2 separate regions of the Mus musculus genome follow, and region 1 is linked to region 2. The links are chromatin contacts, called in public promoter capture Hi-C maps. All regions are on one chromosome and are shown on one strand. The core of a region is the stretch at or near the end of the contact, and the rest is flanking DNA. Distances in the headings are between cores, read along the strand shown.

What was found. Promoter capture Hi-C pulls out the DNA fragments that hold promoters and counts their contacts.
Region 1: a promoter capture Hi-C map of liver shows a contact between it and region 2, with 2.6 times the contacts expected there. The contact joins the promoter of Mief1 here to the promoter of Myh9 in region 2.

Annotation. Positions count from the first base shown.
Region 1 is chr15:80,231,814-80,235,633 of GRCm38.p6, reverse strand. It overlaps Mief1 (mitochondrial elongation factor 1), which reads right to left and starts at 1,554. Exons shown (of 6, transcript NM_178719.5): 1 at 1,453-1,554.
Region 2 is chr15:77,840,883-77,844,471 of GRCm38.p6, reverse strand. Myh9 (myosin, heavy polypeptide 9, non-muscle) reads left to right here and starts at 2,297. Exons shown (of 41, transcript NM_022410.3): 1 at 2,297-2,515.

The sequences.
Region 1 (3,820 bases), core at 305-2,804, 2.4 Mb before region 2:
TGGGATCAGCTTCCTCCCTGTAAACAGCCCCTCCTGGAGAAGTTCAGTTTAAGGCTCACCAGGGTTCAAGAAGTAGAGTTTGAGTCCTGGCTGTGCCATCCCACTGCCCGGGCACTTAGCATAAAGTACAGTGGGCATCAGCTTCCTCATTGTAAAACAGAGATAACAAAGACATCATGAGAGTACTTACTACACAAGGTTATTTTGAGAACTGCTCCTAAAAAGCCCCTGTAATGGGACTCTACCAGACAGTGTGGCCTAGAGTAGTTAAAGACCAGGATTTATATCTGGATCCTGGTACCACCATATAAGCAGCATCACGCTGATTGGCCTTATTGTTTTAATTACTTTTTTACTTTTTTCTGTATGGGTATTTGCCTGCATGTTTGTCTACATGCCAGTTTGCCTTGAGAGTGTAACACTGTCATATCCTTAGACTGGAGTTATAATATATACAGTTGTGAGCCACCACAGAAGTGCTGGAAATTGAGCCTGGGTCCTCTGAAAAGCAGCCAGTGCTCTTAACCACAGAGACATCACTCTATCTCTTCTTTCTTTCTTTCTTTCTTTCTTTTTATTCTTTCTGTTTTTGCTTTCTTTTGCTTTTGTTTAATTTGGTTTCCTGATGCAGGGCCTCTCTACGGAGCTCTGGCTGTCCTAGAACTCACTCTGTAAAGCAGGCTGCCCTCAAACTCTGAAATCCTCCTGTCTCTGCCTCCTGAGAGCTGAGATGAAAGATGTGTGCCAAGTATGTGACATCATTCCCAAAAGGAAGTGATTTGCCCACTCACCAAAACAATCCAGACCCTAACTCGCTGGAATGAGGTGGGGGCGGGGGGGGGGGGTGTCTTACATGTGTGCACTTCAGGGCGTTCAGCAAACTTTGCCAGCACAGGGCCCAGGGCTCACCAACCTCAAAACTAGGCTGGAAGGAGGAATCCTCCCCATAACCCTATGAGGAAGAAACAGTTGTTGTATGAGCCTGTATGTGTTTCAGGGGTGAAGGGAGTTCCTGGATGAAAAACAAAAAATGATCTGAACTTTGGGCTCCAAGACAGAAGCAGTAGCCTCTGACCTTGCTAACTTCCAGCGCGAACCGGGGCAAGCCACCGCTGTCCCTTTTTCCTCAACTGCAGAACAGCTCCCCTTTGGCCCTGAGGGTCTTCCGGGATGCAAAAGATGCAGAAAAACAACGGAGGGCTGGAAGGAGAACGTCACGCAGGGGCTGGAACGAGGTCGCTGAGTGACTGACTACGGGCTCCGATCGGGGTACAACGCCCAGAGGACGGGAACGCAGACCCCGGGGCCAGGCTGGCTCTGTGGCTTGAGGCAACCGGGTCTTGAGGCGGGGCGGGGCGAAGCTTGGAGGCCCCGGTGGGAGCCGGTAGCCCCCAAACTGGCCCGAGCTCAAACGGGCGATCCCCGGCCGCCCTCATTCGCTCCCTCACTCACCCGCGGACCACGCGCTACCTTTCCTCAGGACTCGCCACTCGCCCAGTACCTCTCTCCGGGTCACCCATCAACATGGCCCCTCTACTTCCGGGGCACGACCTCGCTCGCGGGGCCGACGGAGACGCGACAGGGAGCGCGGAGGCGGGCGGAGGCGGAAGCACTTCCGGTCGGCCCCTCCGTAGCCTCCCTCCGGAGGCGGAGCCCGGAACTTAGTCCAGCGCTGCCCGTCGTGGGGCCCCGCCCACAGACGCAGCCCCGCCTCCTAGGTGACGTTACCTAGCTCCACGGCCCCTCCTCCGAAAGCGTTACTGTGCAGTCTCTGTGTAAACTCAGTGCTGGCTGGGTGTGGCTTAAGGGAGGAGCCGCAAGTCGTCGCCCTCCACCTGCTGCCTACGTCTGGCCTGCGAGAGGCTCTGACCACACTGAATTGATTACTTGACACACTGCATTTTGTCCAACCCAACCTCTCTGTTTGGTAGACTTCAGCATTCCAGTGTTACACTTGGGAAAATCGAGGCCGAGGGAGGCAGGGTCATTTGCACTGAAAGCTGAGCCCTGCAGAGGCTCACAGTGGGTCCAAGCTCAGTATTCCTCCAAAGTGTGTGGCTTTCCATTCTTTTAGGCCGCCCTACTTTGCTTTTTAAAGAAAGAAGTTTGTGACCCAAATAAATCTAGTTTGTGAAATTTCCAGCTAGAAGACCGGGTAACCTATCCCTCGGGACAGTCTCCTAAGTAGACGAGTTTTCCACTCGTAAAGGACAAGGAGACCCTCTGGGGGAGACCTTAGGATTACCCACTCACACACAGAGTCTCGGATGTCAGGATTACCTTTTCCAGATTCACTAACCTTCCCACACTCACCCCACTCCTGCCCCATGCTCCCAGTATAATGGGGGCTAAACATTAAAGTGTCTTCCAGCCCCCACATATCTGTGGTGTTTTGGAGACCAGAGACCAGCCAGCCGAGACACTGATGCAAACCTCAGGGTTCAGCCAGGTTTCACAGAGCATGGGCAATCTGGGATCCTCTGGACTGGGTACAGGACTGGACATAACTATCAACTCACATCATAAGGAAACAGGACCTTATAGGAATTGCAGCTCAAGGGGAACATTCATTTACCCAGGGCACAGGTTCAGGTACAGTAGGCATTTCACTGGTGAATGGATGGACTGTGTCTTAGTCAGGGTTTCTATTCCTGCACAAACATCATGACCAAGAAGCAAGTTGGGGAGGAAAGGGTTTATTTGGCTTACACTTCCATACTGCTGTTCATCACCAAGGAAGTCAGGACTGGAACTCAAGCAGGTCAGGGAGCAGGAGCTGATGCAGAGGCCATGGAGGGATGTTCTGTACTAGCTTGCCTCCCCTGGCTTGCTCAGCCCGCTTTCTTATAGAACCAAGACTACCAGCCCTGAGATGGTCCCACCCACAAGGGCCTTTCCCCCTTGATCACTAATTGAGAAAATGCCTTACAGTTGGATCTCATGGAGGCATTTCCTCAACTGAAGCTCCTTTCTCTGTGATAACTCCAGCTGTGTCAAGTTGACACAAAACTAGCCAGTACAGACTGGAAGGTCAAAGAAAGGTCAGGGGTCAGAGTGATCAAGTCTGTCTGGTTTGGAAAGGGCCTTTGTGCTGGTGGTACACTTGGGGCAGCGGGTTCAGTTTCCTGAGCCTTGCTTTGCTCCTGTGAATGCACTTGCCTAGTACACACATTGCCCTGGGATGCATTCAGTGCTGAAGGAGGACAAAGAAGATGACCTCATGGGACTAAAGATTAGAATTAAATGTCAGAGAGCATGAAAAGGTCGCCATTGTGGTTGGTGGCTTTTGTTATTATAAAACATAATTCTCTTTCATGCATGGGTAAGCACAAAGGGATTTGGAGCCAGGAAAAATTTTTTGGAAAACAGGGGCTTGGAGAGCTGGCTCAGCAAGTAAGAGCACTGGCTGCTCTTCCAGGGGACCCAAGTTCAATTCCCAGCACCCACATGGCAACTCCCAAATGTCTAAGTTACAATTACAGGGCTTCTGACACCTTCATATGCAAACATACATACAGCCAAAACACCAATGCTGGGGGCTGGTGAGATGGCTCAGTGGGTAAGAGCACCCGACTGCTCTTCCGAAGGTCCAGAGTTCAAATCCCAGCAACCACATGGTGGCTCACAACCACCTGTAACGAGATCTGACGCCCTCTTCTGGTGTGTCTGAAGACAGTACTTACATGTAATAAATAAATCTTAAAAAAAAAAAACAAACAAACAAAAAAAACACCAATGCACATAAAATAATATGTGTATATATGGAAATCCAGGACACTAGTTCCAGGATGGGCCCTCAGGGAAAGTCTCAATCTGAGGT
Region 2 (3,589 bases), core at 1,048-3,547:
TGGAGTGTTGTGAGTATTGGAATTAGAAACAGGAAATACTATGTCTGGTTCCATTTTTTTCTATCGAGTGACTTTTCTCTCACTACTTTTTCTTTTTGTGTGTGTGTGGGGGGGGCGGGGTCTAATTACATAACCCGGGGCTGTCATGGAGCCCATGAGTTCTAGCTTACCTCTGCCTCAAAAATGCTGAGTACTAGGATTTAGGACATGAGCCACTAAACCTGCTGCTGAGGTAGTAAGCTTTCTCTTTGGCCAGGGGAGTCCCAGGGATAGAATACAGGTCTGTCAGCAGGTACCTTTACTTGTTGAGCCATTCGGCAGTTTTAAGCTTCTGTGAACGTTTCTGAACATCCTTTGATGGATCTAAATACTCATCTTCTGTTGGATAAATGCTTCGGAGTGGAACTCTTTTTTTTTTTTTTTTTTAAAGATTTATTTATTATTTTATGTAAATACACTGTAGCTGTCTTCACACACTCCAGAAGAGGGAGTCAGATCTCATTACGGATGGTTGTGAGCCACCATGTGGTTGCTGGGATTTGAACTCTGGACCTTTGGAAGAGCAGTCGGGTGCTCTTACCCACTGAGCCATCTCACCAGCCCGGAGTGGAACTCTTGAGGTCTCTATCAAGCTTTAGTAAATAGAGCCAAGGACAGGCGTGCTTAGCGGGGACTGGCCCTAAACTCATTATGTAGCCAAGAGTAGCTCCTCCTGCGCCTCCCTCTGCAGCGCTGAAATCACAGGTGTGTGCTACAGGCCTAGTGGAGCCACTTTCCCAAAGTGGTTGGAGAAGCGCATGCGTATTCCTGTCAGCACCTGATGAGCTCCACCTCCTCACCGGCTCTAACAATGCTGGGCTTTTTTTTTTTTTTTTTTTTTTCCGAGACAGGGTTTCTCTGTGTAGCTCTAGCTGTCCTGGAACTCACTCTGCAGACCGAACTCAGAAATCTGCCTGCCTCTGCCTCCCGAGTGCTGGGGTTAAAGGCATGGGCCACCACTGCCCGTACATCTCCAGTCTCTTGATGATTAGTTTTAAAAGTAATTATTGGCTTTATATATTTCACACCTTTGAACTGCTTGTCTGTGTAGTTCAGGCTAGTCTTGAACTCCCCCTCCTACCTCAGACCTCTTGAGTTCTGGTATACCACCCACAACCCCTGGATGGTTCAGCCTTTTAAAAATTTTTTAAATTTTTCTTATCAACTGGGAAGCAGTCTTTGCTGTAATGTGGGTAGCAATCACTGGTCATCTGGGCTGCAAAATCTCTTTCTTTCTTTAGCTGCTTTTTGGCTTCAGAATGTAAGTTTTCCCTGAAGTTTATATGGAAGGATCATTTTAACTGTGTTAGCAAGAACATTCCAACAGTTAAGAGCAATGACGAGAAATTTGCCTTCATAAAGCCATTTGAAAGCATTGACGTGCTGCAGGATCGACCACATAGATCAATGGACACAACTCGGAAACGGACAATTTGGGCAGAAAATAATGCGTGGACAAATTCCTGATAGATTAATGGCAAAGTACATTTTTTTAAATGAAAAAAAAAATCCTCTCGTGGTTAGTAACCAAAATAAAACAAATGAAATCTACCCTTAAAATAATTTAGTGACAAATATCTGAGATGTGTGTGAGTTAATTATTCAAAGGTTAAGAGTGGCTTAGACTGCATTCCAGGCAGAGGTACTAGCCAGAGCAAAGGTTCAGAGGTTGGAGGACAGCCGCGAGCAGGCTCCAAAATCGAACTCAGGACGCCCACACGGAATGCAGGGTTGAAGCCATGACCGCCCCCACAGCCATCATAATTATGTAAAATACCACTTTTCCCATATATGGTACTTAATATCTGTTCTCCTGGTAGGACAGGACGAAGGGAAAACACGGTTCGCTGGGCGGAGTGTCAGAGCCTCAGACCTCCCCAGTACGCTCCCTCCGGCCCCGGCGCGGCCCAAGCTGCACACCAGAGCCGGGACCAGGAGCCCAGCGCGCCTGAGCCGCTTGCTTCTGATTGGATGAAATCCGCGTCAATCCTGGTCCTGTAACCTGGCTGTCCATTGGACCCGCCCAACAAGGCGTGGCTCCCGCCTAGGAAGCGCGGGTGGAAGGTGGGGTGGGCGGAGGTGGGGACAGATGGGGAGGATGAATCTCAGCACTCCGGCTTCCATCTCTTGTCTGTTTATAGGCCGAAAATCTGTCAGTTTAGGCCAGACTCCTGTTGGATTGGGCAGTGTGGGGAGAGGGCGGGGACTCTTGGAAGCTCCACCCACGAGCCGGCGGCGAGCTGTAGACCCGCCCTCCTCTTGGAAGGGCGGGGCAGGGAGGGCGGCGCGCACCAGAGCTGGGTGCGGTGAGGCGCGCAGATCACCGCGGTTCCTGGGCAGGGCACGGAAGGCTCAAGAACCTGACCTGCTGCAGCTTCCAGTCTCGCGTTCGCCCCACCCCGCCGCGCCGCCCGAGCGCTCGAGAAAGTCCACTCGGAAGAACCAGCGCCTGTTCCCCGGGCAGACCCAGGTTCAGGTGAGCGAGCTTTGCCGGTATGTCCCGCCCCGGAGCTGCCGAGCGCGCGCGCGCGGCGACAAGACTCGAGTCCTTTGGGGCGGACGGCCCTGTGGTTCTCGGCCTCCGCGTGGCGGGTTTCAGCGCGGTCGGGTGCGACCGGACTCCGCATCCTCACCCGAGGGGTGATAGGCAGCGAGGCCTCGGGGTTAGGGAACCGGGGGACGCAGTCCCCGGCCCTACAGGATGCCCTTCCCGGTCGGGGCACTGGGAGCTCGGCCTGCTCCTGTCGCCTCTGCACTCCCGCCTCCCCGACGGCCAGCTCCGGCAAACTTTTTAACCCCTTCCGGGACGCAGCAGTCCCGGAGATCTCGGCCGAGCCGGCCGGATGCGTTCGTGGGCACGGGGCAGCAGCTCCTTTGTAAGTTTGGCAAAGGGAGGTAACGGGCAGGCGAGGACCGCTTGGCAGCTGTCAGGGCGTCCTCCTGAGTCAGGATCGGTCGGTCCCGCCGCAGACATTGCGCCCGGCACGGTTTCCGCCGTCCGCTGCGGACTTCCTCATTTGTCCGTCAGCCCTTGGGCCGGGAGGGGGCGGGGAGAGGTACTCAGAGTGCGTGGGAAAAGGGGTCCCAGCTGCCGAGGGGCTCAGGGCGCAGGAAAAGAACCCCCCCGTCTGACCTCATTCAACCTTGGATTTCTATTGCCCGAGGTCAGAAGGCCTGGGTCTGCCGGCAGCTGCCCCGTCGCCCGGGCAGGCGTGCACCTGATTTCCACCGCACCTTGGGACGCCACGCCCGGGCCAGTCTCTGGGAGCTGGCCCTGACTTTAAGACCAGGCCGGGCAGCCGCATCTTTTATGTTTGATGAGAGGCGGAGTTTTGAAGACATCCCCCACTTCCTTGCACTAGGGTCTTCACCTCATCCTGTTCTGGAGCCACGCCTAAGGCAGGAGCTGCACCCCGCTCCTCCGGGTCCCCATCTCTCCCAGGCAAACTGAGTCAAGTACCCTCTATGACTTGCTTGCGGGCTGTAGTGAAACTGAAGGCTGGGTGGGCTCGGGCGGGTGCCTAAGGCCCCACCCAGCGGTGTTAGGGAA